2 separate regions of the Mus musculus genome follow, and region 1 is linked to region 2. Evidence: chromatin contacts called from public Hi-C data. All regions are on one chromosome and are shown on one strand. The core of a region is the stretch at or near the end of the contact, and the rest is flanking DNA. Distances in the headings are between cores, read along the strand shown.

The links. A called contact is a pair of places that touch in the nucleus more often than the background predicts.
Region 1: a Hi-C map of the N1E-115 cell line shows a contact between it and region 2, with 6 times the contacts expected there. The contact joins two enhancer-like sites. A contact is called at or near these places in 5 of 39 promoter capture datasets (the 3T3-L1 cell line, 3T3-L1-derived adipocytes, the HPC-7 cell line and 2 more), 2 of 484 Hi-C or Micro-C datasets (the N1E-115 cell line and embryonic stem cells), 3 of 115 datasets of contacts at active chromatin or transcription factors (the HPC-7 cell line, double positive thymocytes and embryonic stem cells) and 2 of 9 other capture datasets (adipose tissue and pancreatic islet).

What each region holds. Positions count from the first base shown.
Region 1 is chr1:191,962,656-191,968,694 of GRCm38.p6, reverse strand. It overlaps a transcript of Rd3 not described here. Among named protein-coding and RNA genes, the nearest start is that of Rd3, 12 kb to the left of the region's middle. Within about 2 kb of position 4,199, at least 89 of the 459 cell types and tissues checked have an H3K27ac peak or open chromatin away from gene starts, as enhancers often do. A contact at or near this core is called in the HPC-7 cell line, the N1E-115 cell line and liver, where this site is marked.
Region 2 is chr1:191,878,716-191,884,623 of GRCm38.p6, reverse strand. No RefSeq gene overlaps it. Among named protein-coding and RNA genes, the nearest start is that of Slc30a1, 25 kb to the left of the region's middle. Within about 2 kb of position 4,198, at least 45 of the 459 cell types and tissues checked have an H3K27ac peak or open chromatin away from gene starts, as enhancers often do. A contact at or near this core is called in the HPC-7 cell line, the N1E-115 cell line and liver, where this site is marked.

The DNA of each region.
Region 1 (6,039 bases), core at 2,950-5,449, 84 kb before region 2:
AAAAAAAAAAAAACTTAAATGGTTACCCTCAAGTCTGCAAAATGCAATAACAACTAACATCTTCAGATAACAGGGGATGGCTTCAGGTGTGGTATGAGCAGCTGGTGGTGGTCTTACCAACTCCTCCCTCTGTCCCTTGAGATGATGCTGTCTTCCATTTCACTTAACAGGGACTACAATCACTGAGAATTCTGGTACTATGATTATTTTTAAAGAGGTAGTTGAGCCGGGTGTGGTGGTGCACGCCTTTAATCCCAGCACTCGGGAGGCAGAGGCAGGTGGATTTCTGAGTTCGAGGCCAGCCTGGTCTACAGAGTGAGTTCCAGGACAGCTGGGTCTACACAGAGAAACCCTGTCTCAAAAACAACAAAACAAAACAAAGCAAGCAGTTGTCTTTTTGGACCAGCTAAGAATAAGAACAATTGTTTCCCTTTCTCTTTTATACAAGTCCTTGTCAGGAGCTAGTTTTTTGATGCGTGCCAACATGGAATCCTCTGAGCATAATTCAGCTATTACCACTTTTTAAAATATGAGTGTTCTATCTGCATGTACACCTGCATTATAGAAGAGGGCATCAGATCCCTGTATAGATGGTTGTGAGCCACCATGTGGGTGATGAGAATTGAACTCAGGACCTCTGGAAGAGCACCCTGTGCTTTTCACGGCTAAGCAGTCTCTCCAGCCCCATTATTAGCATCTTAATCAGAGGACATGTAATTCCTAGAAGCAACGAGATGAGGGTTGAGTCTCCTCACTGAAGAAGACGTGGGAGTATCATCAGACCTCCATCTGAAGGTCCAGCCACTAGTTTCCTGTGGCACCTGCCTCCCAGAGGTCCCAGTGGTCTCAGGGGTGCTAGAGTGCAGAGTATTAGTTAAGGAGGGACCGCCACCATACAGCTTTGGAGAAGTCCTCACCTATGCTGAGGTCACACCACACTTCTGAAGGTTCAGTGAATTACTGGTTTGCTGAGCCAGACGCTGTAGCCACTGCTGTGCTTGTAGTTACTGTAGCTGGCATTTATTCATGGCTCCCAGGAAAAGTGAAGGCATCACTCATTTTCCTTCTTGCCGATAAACTTGTGTTATCATTTTATACCCAGTAGATCTGTTTTGTTTTTGAGACAGGGTTTCTCTGTGTAGCCCTGGCTATCCAGGAACTCATTCTGTAAACCAGGCTGGCCTCAAACTCAGAAATCCACCTGCCTCTGCCTCTGCCTACCAAGTGCTGGGATTAAAGGCGTGCACCACCACTGCCCTACCCAGTAGATCTGATTAGCACATTCTAGCCTCTTATGTGCTTATCTATAAACTTTTATTTAGCGTTCATGTCTGCTGACTAGTGCTGCTCCATATAAATGCTAAATGGATGGACGTTTGCTCTTTTCAATACTTAACTATTTCACTTTAGTTGTTTTTCTTGACATCTGACTAGAACTCATCATTCTTAAATAATCAGATATTTTCTTTCTCTGGTTACTGTCAAAATCTCATTGTCTTTAGTATGCTGACATCTGATCTGGGAGATATCCATCCTGCCGGCTGCTCCCTAGATTTCCTGTGTCCAGGGGCAATCAAGGAGAAGGTGCTAAGGTGCTTCTGCTAGCCAAGGCTAGTCAATGGAGTTGCATGCACACACACACACGCACACACACACACACACACACACACACACACACACACGACTATGAAAACTGGACAGAGTGAGACAGAAACCCACATAGTTGGTTGGCTTGGACAACTTTTTTTTTGTCTTTTGCATATTTTTTTCAAGAATTACAATAAAATAATCAAACAAACAAAAGAACAAAAACAAAGGTAAGTCTGGTATATAGATAAATAAAAGCAAGAAGGAAGACATCAACAAAATGAAGAAAATAATCTGGGGTAGTTAAACAATTCTAAATCAAACATCTGAATGCAATCAAGATGCTAAGATTTGGAGGTTGGCAGAGATATGATCTACTTTAAAAAACTATTTTTGACTCAAAATACTGAGTTAAAATTGCTTTATATAAATGACAACTTTTTTTGTCTTTTGCATATTTATTTTCAAGAATTACAATAAAATAATCAAACAAACAAAAGAACAAAAACAAAGGTAAGTCTGGTATATAGATAAATAAAAGCAAGAAGGAAGGCATCAAGTAAAGTTGTTCTGGTAAAACCTCAGTTCTAGCAAGATATTTATTTATTGATATTTTGCTTGCATAAAAAGACTTTTTTGAAAAAGTTGATAAAATTATTACATAGCATGTTCATGTAAGCATTAAAGAAAGCATTTCAGGGGAAAAAATATAGACCTCCTCCAGTAGGGAAGACTCCATACACTTCTACACACTTCCTTCTTGTCTCAACCTTCAATTCAGTGCTGATCACTGATTTATTAAGTGAATTATACAAATACTAGTGAATTGCTACAGATATGTAATACTTGAGATGTATTTCTTCTTTTCTTTTTTACTAGATGTTTTCTTTATTTACATTTCTTTTTAATTAGGTATTTTCCTCAATTACATTTCCAATGCTATCCCAAAAGTCCCCCATACCCCCTCCCCCACTCCCCTACCCACCCATTCTCACTTTTTGGCCCTGGCGTTCCCCTGTACTAGGGCATATAAAGTTTGCATGTCCAATGGGCCTCTCTTTCCAATGATGGCCGACTAGGCTGTCTTTTGATACATATGCAGCTAGAGACAAGAGCTCCCGGGTACTGGTTAGTTCATATTGTTGTTCCTCCTATAGGGTTGCAGACCCCTTTAGCTCCTGGGATACTTTCTCTAGCTCCTCCATTGGGGGCCCTGTGATCCATCCAATAGCTGACTGTGAGCATCCACTTGAAACTGAAGAAGAACGAAGACCAAAGTGTGGACACTTTGCCCCTTCTTAGAATTGGGAGCAAAACACCCATGGAAGGAGTTACAGAGACAAAGTTTGGAGCTGAGACAAAAGGATGGACCATCTAGAGACTGCCATATCCAGGGATCCATCCCATAATCAGCCTCCAAACGATGACACCGTTGCATACACTAGCAAGAGTTTGCTGAAAGGACCCTGATATAGCTGTCTCTTGTGAGACTATGCCGGGGCCTAGCAAACACATAAGTGGATGCTCACAATCAGCTATTGGATGGCTTGGACAACTTTTGAGGCGTCTGGACATCATCAGATTTCCAGAGACTGCCCAGAGTTATGCCAGCAGGTCGAGAGTTCCAGGTAGGCTATAGACTGTCTTGCCTTGACCTTCAGAGGGAGAAGAGCTAAGAGAAGCAGAGTTTGCAGAGCGGCTCATGACAGTGGTTCTTAAAACTGAAAACAGATTTCTGGGCTCCACCAAAAAAAATAAGACAAACAAACCAGAGGATCGTAGTTTGGACTTGCGTCTTGTCAGCTAATTGCGAACAACAGCGACATCTTGTGGTGATGACGGAAAGGAGCCTTGCAGAGCTCACCAACCTCGCCACCAAACCAGGATGTTACTGGACCACGCAATGCCACTTGTAGGGCCAGAGATAAGTCCCTAGGCTCATTCGCTTCCCTAGGGGTATTAGGTTCTGCAAGTCATATTTACGCTAGGGAAATGGAAGTCCAGTGTAGAGAGTTTCTGATTTGTTTCAGACTACCCATATTCATTAGTTCCTCGGGGGCTGTTACTTCAACCCAGTGCCCAGTGACTACCTTCCATCTGAAGCAGCATTTGACCTAACACCCACGATGCTTTGTCATCCATCCTCAGCAAGACAGACGGAGATATAGGGCTAGTGATGGGGTACCTTGTGAGCTGTGGAGAGGGGAGAGTGATCCCACAGGCCCACCCAGGGCTACCTGGTGCATTACACTCAGACAACCATGAAACCAGTAGTTCAGGGTGACTCTCTGGACAACCTGAGCCTGTGTCTGAGCCCTTAGTTTGAATCCTGGCTATGCCTAAGCTCTCTAGCATTTGTGAATCCCACAAAGAGTCAGCAGCCTCTTAGGTGTGGAGAGGTTGAGCATAGGAAAGTTCTCGGCTCAGGCCCCTCTAAGTCCCAGAGACTTGTGCCTGGGGCACAAACAGGAGCAGATGTGCAGCAAGACTCCAGGACAACTGGCTCCCTCTGGAACAAGATATTAATGATTAACAACTGGGTTAAGGGGGCCTGAAGAGGGAGGTGAGCCCGGGGGAGGGGCGAGGACAGCAGATCCCCACCCCCAGGCCCTGCAGCTGGACTTGGTGCTGAGTCACCTTGCTGCAGGACTCACTGAGTTCAGGCCCTGGAGCACCTCTGCTCTTTTCAGCTGTTCACGGGCAGCAGGGGGCGCACTCTGGACCTTGGAGCCTCAGGCCAGGGAGGGCGGATGCCTTCAGGCAGCTCAGAGAAGGAGAGGGGAGAGGGCCTGAAGGGAAGAAGGAAGGGAGGGAGAAGGGAGAGAATACAGTTTTCTAAAGGCCCTGTTAGGTTAATCAGGAAGTCAATGTCAGTAAAAGAGGCATGTGACAGATTTAAAGTGTCCAGATTGAAACATCCGAGTAACCCAGCCCTGCTTCAGAACTAGTGGGGCTAGGCCCTCCTCTATCCTGACCACAACAGTAGCTTCAGAAACAGGGGACAAGGACAAGTAACCACGGGGGGGGGGGGGGGGGTAAGGGGTAGGAGTGGGAGGGGCAGCAGTGGTGCAGGAGCCAGAAGCACATGGGGTGGAGGTTCCCATTGCACTGGACAACATAGCTGTAAATGATGCTAACATCAGCTATCTGGGGTGCCCAAAAGGTGAGTACTGTGTTCAAAATAGGAAACTCATTTATTAAGCCATTGATTCATTTATTAATTCAACAACTATTAAGAACTTGCCCAGAATATAATGACCTGTCTCCTCTGTGACAACAAGAACATCAAGACAAATCCAGTTAGAACCCTGGGCACTACCAATCATACACACAAACTTTCTTAAACTCCAGCCCTGCTGTAAGGAGGAAAAGGATGGCAGCCTGGAGATCTGTGTCAGGTGGGGGAAGAATTGGGGAGGCACAGAAGAGGAGAGGCTGGTTTGCCTGTGGGTCTCATCAGGCTCTGTAACCTCACCGCTGAGCCCAGTGTTTCCCAGGAGCTCTGGGAATCGAAAGCTGGGTGACTCACCAGCCCCTGAGCCTCTGAGTGTTGCCTGCTCTCTCTGTTTCCCTGACCTGCCTTCTTCCTACAAGCAGACGAGTTGGTTTAGAAATGGAAGCACTTGGGAAATCACCCTGGAGATCCAACCAGAACCAGTTTCCTTCCTGATTCAGGCCCAGGCATCTATGCACCCTGATCTTCCACAGAGACTTAGCCTGGAGAATTGATGCCAACCTGCCCTGAGGGTGGCTTCCAGGCAGAGAGGGCTAATGTGAGGAGCCTCACTCCTGAGAGTCATGAAGTGGATCGGGCTGAGTGGTTAATACAGCAAGAGTATAGAAGGCAGAGCAGGGAGAACAGTACAGAGAAAGGAGGTCTGGGAGAAGCCTAACCCTGAGTAGAGTGGTTACTGGGCCAACCTCCTGGACAAAAACTGACATGCCAGCCTTATGCCCTTCAAGAGAGACTGGGTCATGGCATGTTATATACCAGGTTGCCCTTAGGAAGTTTCAAAGACACAAGCTCCAGATCCTCTCTCCACCTCACACCTGGTGTGAGAGTCTCCTACCAGCAGCCATGAACCAGCCGACTGGAGGCCTCAGGGCCCCAGGGCCTACCTTACTTTCTGAGTGGCTAGCTGAGGCCTCAGCTCTACAGAGCTTGATCCCTTCTGTACACTGTGTTTAGAGACACTCAAGGACAGTTTCCCATGTACTTAGGCAGGTGTCATTGTCCAGACACTTCGTGGAACCAGAATCTTTCCTTCTGGAGAGAACATGGCTGCAGAGAGCCATTGCTCATCACTGTGATAAAAACAACCTAACTAAAGCAGCATAGGAGAGGGAAGGCTTCAGGAAATGTAGTCACAACAGAGGGGAATGCCCTCCAGCCCCAGGCATAGAGCAAGCAAGGCTGGAGGCCTGGGGAGATTGGCTTTCACCTGGGTCTGG
Region 2 (5,908 bases), core at 2,949-5,448:
TGGGCACAGGCACTCTGACCACACACACACACACTAAATGTCTTTTTTAAAGGAGGGAGAAAGCAACAGTTATGAACACAAAATTGGTTACCACAAGGTGCGTGGTCAACAAGGGAGCTTGAAACCTCAGATTATTTTTCCTTAGAAAAAACTTACCTCCAGCTGTACTGTACATTGAAGGCCAGCCTGAGGTACATAAAACATCATTTAAAAGAGAGAGAAAAGAAAAAATAAAGAAACAAAGCAAAAGTCTAGCCTGGGATACATAAAACCACATCTCAACAAGAGAGAACAAGCGGTCCTCTTCCATACTAGACAGGAGGAGGCACAGCTTCCTAGTCTGTCTCTGCTCCCACCCTGATGAGATTTGCATCAGACCCTGGGCAGACCGGTGTGCAAGTCAAACATCTGTAAATAATAAAGCATAAGAGCTTTATCTTCAGATAATTCTTTGCTGTAGACATGTTTACCTTTGCACACGTGCTTGTGAGGGCGTTGTGTGTGACTGTGGAGCCCAGACTCTGTGTTAACTGTCATGTCACCCAGGGGGACAGGGAATGAGCCCCCTGACAAACTGTCTCCCAGGACTCATTCTGTGGTCATAGAGCAGTTGCCTTAAAAACACTGTCTTAATGTCTGATTACAGTCCGTTTTGGCAGTCCTGTCCAGTTAGTTCAGCCTTCCTTGAGAGAACTGTGTTTATCTGATGTCTGTGAAGAGAGCAAATAAGTATTCTCTTATCAATGTGTACTGGTAGGATTGGTGCCAAAAGAACAAAGAAGGCCGTTTGGAAACTATGAAGTCCTATCACAGGGCCTCACGTAGGCCAGGCTGGCTTCAAATTCTCCATGTAGCCAAGGATGACCTGACATTCACGATTCTCCTGAGTGCTAAGCTGTGTGTGTGTGGGGGGGGGGGTGCCTGTGCCCAGTTTTATGTGGTCCTGCGGGTTGAACCCAGGGTGTCTTGAATGTTAGGCAAGAACTCAGACAACCAAGGTACAACTTAGACCCCTAGTTTACAGAATCCTAACTTGGTAGCCTAAAGACAATTTTCTTTCCCCTCTCCTCCCTTCCCTTTTCTCCTCTTCCCGCATCCCTCCCTTTAATTTTTTGATGTTTATTTACTTATTTTTTCTTTACTTGTGTGTGTGTGTATGTATGTTTCTTGAACTTGGGTTGCTAGACCTAGTAGTAAGCTCTTTTACCCACTGAGTTATTTTGCTGGATAAATTCTTCCTTTTCAAAGGAAAAGGAAAAGGAAGGGCAGACACTTAGCTGTTGTGAATTTTTGGCCCATTGTGGGCATTATCTAGGGAGTCAGGTTCTCACCCACTGCACCCTCCCTCTGAGGGGGAGGATGGGGGATGGGGAGGTAGAGGGGATGTGTGGAAGATGGGGAGTGTTTTCAGAGCAGAGGCTGCTACTTCTTCCTCTTGGAAAAGTTTTTTTTCAAAGTCAACATGGATTTGGAAGCCTGGGATATCCCTGCAAATCCGATAAAAAAAAGAATGCAACTAGGGACCTGGTCAGTGGTGGCAGCTGGAAAGTGGGCAGAGGTTTAATTTCCAGTGACCACATCTGGACAGCCCAGATAGCCATACTCTGAGCAGAGATAGTGTGCTCACTGTGTAAACAGGACTTCAAGACCACACTACAGCCGATGGCTGGCCCGCTCACCGTACAGTGCTGACTGGAGGGGCAGACTGGAATGTTCTGGAAATAGTGGAAATTAATTGAATTCTCTAAGGATTGATCATAAAAGCGTATTTGTTTCAGTCTTCCATTTTTTAGAAGTTTTAGTTTAAATCTTGCCTAGTATATAGAATGGCCCTGTTCAATGGTCCTACATATACGTTCACGGTTCTAGTAGCCTCTCAGCGCCATTGTGAGCCGTAAAGTGGGACTGTAGAGTCATGCCTTATCATTTCTTCCAGCCTCCTGTGAGAGCTCTGTAAGCTTTGTCAGACTGAGGTGAGGACAGCTGTGAAGGGCAGGAAGGTGCTGGCGGCCTTAGCAGTACAGCCAGATTCAGGGAGGGTCTTAGAGCTCAGCACAATGGCTGGTGCTGAGGATGCATTTGCCCTCATCTTTATCTGTATAAGGTAGCTGGCATGGAGCCTAGGTTCCTTGAATGTGCTGAATCTACTACAGAGACTCTGAGGTTTCCAAACATTGCAAATTTAGGTTCATTTAAAGTCATTATGCTTTGAGAAATCCTCACTATCAACCAATCTTCAAAGATGTCCGCCCCCTCAATCTGTAGGGCAGTGGTCCTGTTCTCTGGCTTCCTGCTTGGCTGTGCCCCCAGTCCCAACAGACATGCCACAGCACGTGCTGCTTGCCCAGCTCTGCAGATTCCTCAGTGAAACGTGGCTGCTACAAAGGCATAAAATCAAAACACCACTGCAACTAGTAGGGACAGAGGTCAGCCAGGTGGGATGCTACAGAGAGGGCTCCTGTGAACGCCTTCTTCACTTAAGGTCTGCTCAGCTTATAACACCTCCAACTCAGTGGGGATACAGAGTTTGAAGTAATCTCTCTGTCTGTCTGTGTCTGTGTCTCTGCCTCTCTCTCTCTCTCTCTCTCTGTCTTTCTGTTGCTGTCTCTATGTATTGCTTTCTGTCTTTCTGTCTCTATCTCAGTTTCTCTGACTTTCTGTGTGTTTCTGTGTCTCTCTCTGTGCCTGTCTCTGTCTGTCTCTCTCTTTCTCTCTCCTTCCTCTCCCCCGCCCCCTTTATCAGTGTCTTATCATGTAGTCCCATTGGGCTTGGACCCTGGGTCCTTCTATCTAAGCTTTCCAAGTGTAAGGATGAGGGCTGTGCCCCACCAGGCTGTTTGGATATGGTGGCATACAATCCGTGGAAATTCCTGATTTCCTGGTGGTCTCTGAGAGCCATTTCCTCTTGAGAAGGAGCCTGGGATATGGGCAGAAGCCCCACACATTCCCCCAGGTCAGAAACCTTGGCATCACCTTTGAATGCTCCCCACTCCCCTGCCATCTTCTCCTTGTCTGACAGTATGCTGAGTTCTGTCACTTCTCTCAGAGCATTTCCCACCCCTCTCTTCTGCCTTGCTTGCTCCAGTTCGTGAATGCAACGCTCACCACCTCCCTCCCACTGGCTTGCCAGGAATCCCTTGGCTTTCACATCTGTGGTCAGACTAATCTTCCTGAAACACCATCTGAAAGCGTTCACTTCCAGATCAAAAACCTCCAGCACCACCGGGCTGCCCACAGAATCAAGCCCAGCCCCATGGCTGGTTACCCAACACTGCCCCCGATAGTAATTACCCACGATAACGAGAACTTCCTAGCCCTGTGCTGGGGGATGAACTCATCTGCCCCAACCACAGGAGTGGGGCTACAATGGCTTATGCCCACCAATGTAGCTCTATTGCCCTGACTCCTGAGAACAGGTTCAGGAAAGTCACTGAGTCAGGTCCCAGACAGCCAGTGCCTCCCCGGAAGATGACATGTGTCCCCAGCATGAATTGTGGGCCTCCTGCCAACCAAGCTGGGGCACAGAGGCCATTCTCCTCCTGGGCATGAACTAGGAGGCTGATAGTCCAAGGGCCACTGGCAACCATTGAGATTCTCAAAGCAATTTCCCTAAAAATAACTTTCTGAAGTGGGGCATGGGGGCACATGTCCTTAATCCCAGCACTCAGGAGGCAGAGGCAGGTAGATCTCTTGTGAGTTCCAGACCAGCCTGGTCTCCAGAGGAGTTCCAGGACAGGCAAGATGACAAAGAGAAACCTTGTCTTGAAAAACAAAACAACAACAACAAAAACAAACTACCAAAACCCCCCAAATTTCTGAAAGCCAGTTTCTGAGTCAAGTATAAATTACAAGCCAGCCCTTTGACTGTCTTGAGGAATATTTCTTAGAGAATTTTTTGGCTAATACTGATCATCTGGCAGCTTCGTTGAGAGTTAGGAAGATGGATGAAATCAGAGGAAGCCTTCCTTGGAAGGAGACTGGAAAGAAATGAGGTACTTGACTTTGAACTCTGCATTGCCTTTCCCTGAAGCTGGCCACACCTACTGGCAACTCCCAAACATGGCCGCAGAATCGGCCGTTCCTGTCTGTGTGACCCTGTTGGGTTTTCTGTCACCTGCAGCTGAAAGCAGCCAGACTTCCACAGTCTGTGTTATCTCTGAAGATGTCCACTCTCTCCCACCTAATCCTTGAGTTGGTGTTGGCCCACACACTTGTCACCATGACACAGCAGCTTTCCCAGGCTCTGCAGGGCCTGTGTGCCCCTGGTGTTCTGGAAGATGCTGTCCTTTCTTAACCAGCCCTCCAGAGTCTATTCCCTCTGTCATCCTGCTTCCTGGGCCACTGAAGGCCACCAGGAAGGGAAGTTGTCTACAATGACTCCTTCCAGGCTCTGCTCAGAAACCTTCGATCTAATCTCTTCACCTTCGGATGGAGAACCGCCAAGGCAAAGCATTTCTTGGAGGGGGAGGAGGCTGCAAGGCTGTTTTCTGTAGACAGTCAGGTCATGAGGGCTCTGACCTAATGCATGCCAGATCATTGATGGTGGCATCATAGGGAGGTGGTGAGAGCTAGGAGGTGGGGCTCTACTAAAGGGATAGAGTGAGGGATTGTCCTTGGGGGTCACTGTTTGCCTGGTGCTTTCTTATAATTCCCTTTCTCCCTCTGCTTCTTCAAAAGGGAAGAACAAGAGCCGGGCGTGGTGGCGCACACCTTTAGTCCCAGCACTCCGGAGGCAGAGGCATGCAGATTTCTGAGTTGGAGGCCAGCCTGGTCTACAAAGTGAGTTCCAGGACAACCAGGGCTATACAGAGAAACCCTGTCTCAAAAAAAAAAAAAAAAAAAAAAAAAAAAAAGAGGGAAGAACAGTGCCACGCGCTCACCTCCCACAGAGTTCTAACTAAATGCCTGAGATCAAGCACCTGACAGAACTCCCTGAAACTGGGAGCCAAAATACCTCCTTCCTCCTTTCAGCGTCACAGGCATGTGGTTACAGCAGTGCGAAGTGGCTGATACACCCCCTTATGCTGCTCTCTGCTGCCTCACTGCTCTGCTCTCATCACCGCAGAGCTGTGGGCTCAATCTGCAGCCCCCCACCCACACCCCGCATGCCCACTTCTTCATGAAGACCTCTTTACAGTGTCTGCCTGGCTTGCTGTCCAGTGCAGACTTCCTAGGGGCAATGTTGAAGGAACTGTTTCTCTTTTCTCTTATCAGATCTAGTCTGAGGTCAGGCAAATGCACTGTGGAGGGGTGGGGTGTGGAGTCCCTGCAGGCTAATCCCAGACCTGGCTGGGGGAGGAGAGGCTAGAAAACTAGAATTGGGCTCTGACAAGATAAGCTGGCCTTTGAGGACACTGTCTCCCCACTCCTGGCAGCCTTGTCACAAGCCCCACTTGTACACTACCATCTAAGCTACGTGAGATCTTGGTTATTGTCTGAGAACTCAGATATTTGCTTCTTGTCATCCAGACTGTAAATGTCCCCAACAGCTGATGGAGGACCCTAACTATCTAGAAAAAGGACAGCCCCAGGTATCCACAGGTGCTACGCAAGGTGCTCCCCTCAGCACGAAACTGCCGCCCCGTCCCTCCTCACATCAGCACCCCTTACAGGACACCGAAGCCACTTCACAAGGCTGGCCCCAGAGTAATGACTCAAACCCAGTCAACATGACTCCAGAGTCTGTCCTATTTGTGGAGACTGCTGTAGATGTCACACTGTAAAGGAAACCACTCGCTCTCCTTGTGTTGGAAGTTTCCCTCTGTTCAGTTCATTCTGGACAAGAAAGCTTTTTGGCCTGTAGCCACTTTTCCACAGTTCGAAAATGAATGCCAGACAAATACCAAAGGAACCCAAGATAATCCCTTTTCAAACTCATACCTCCCTCCTGACTGAAGCTCGCTCATCC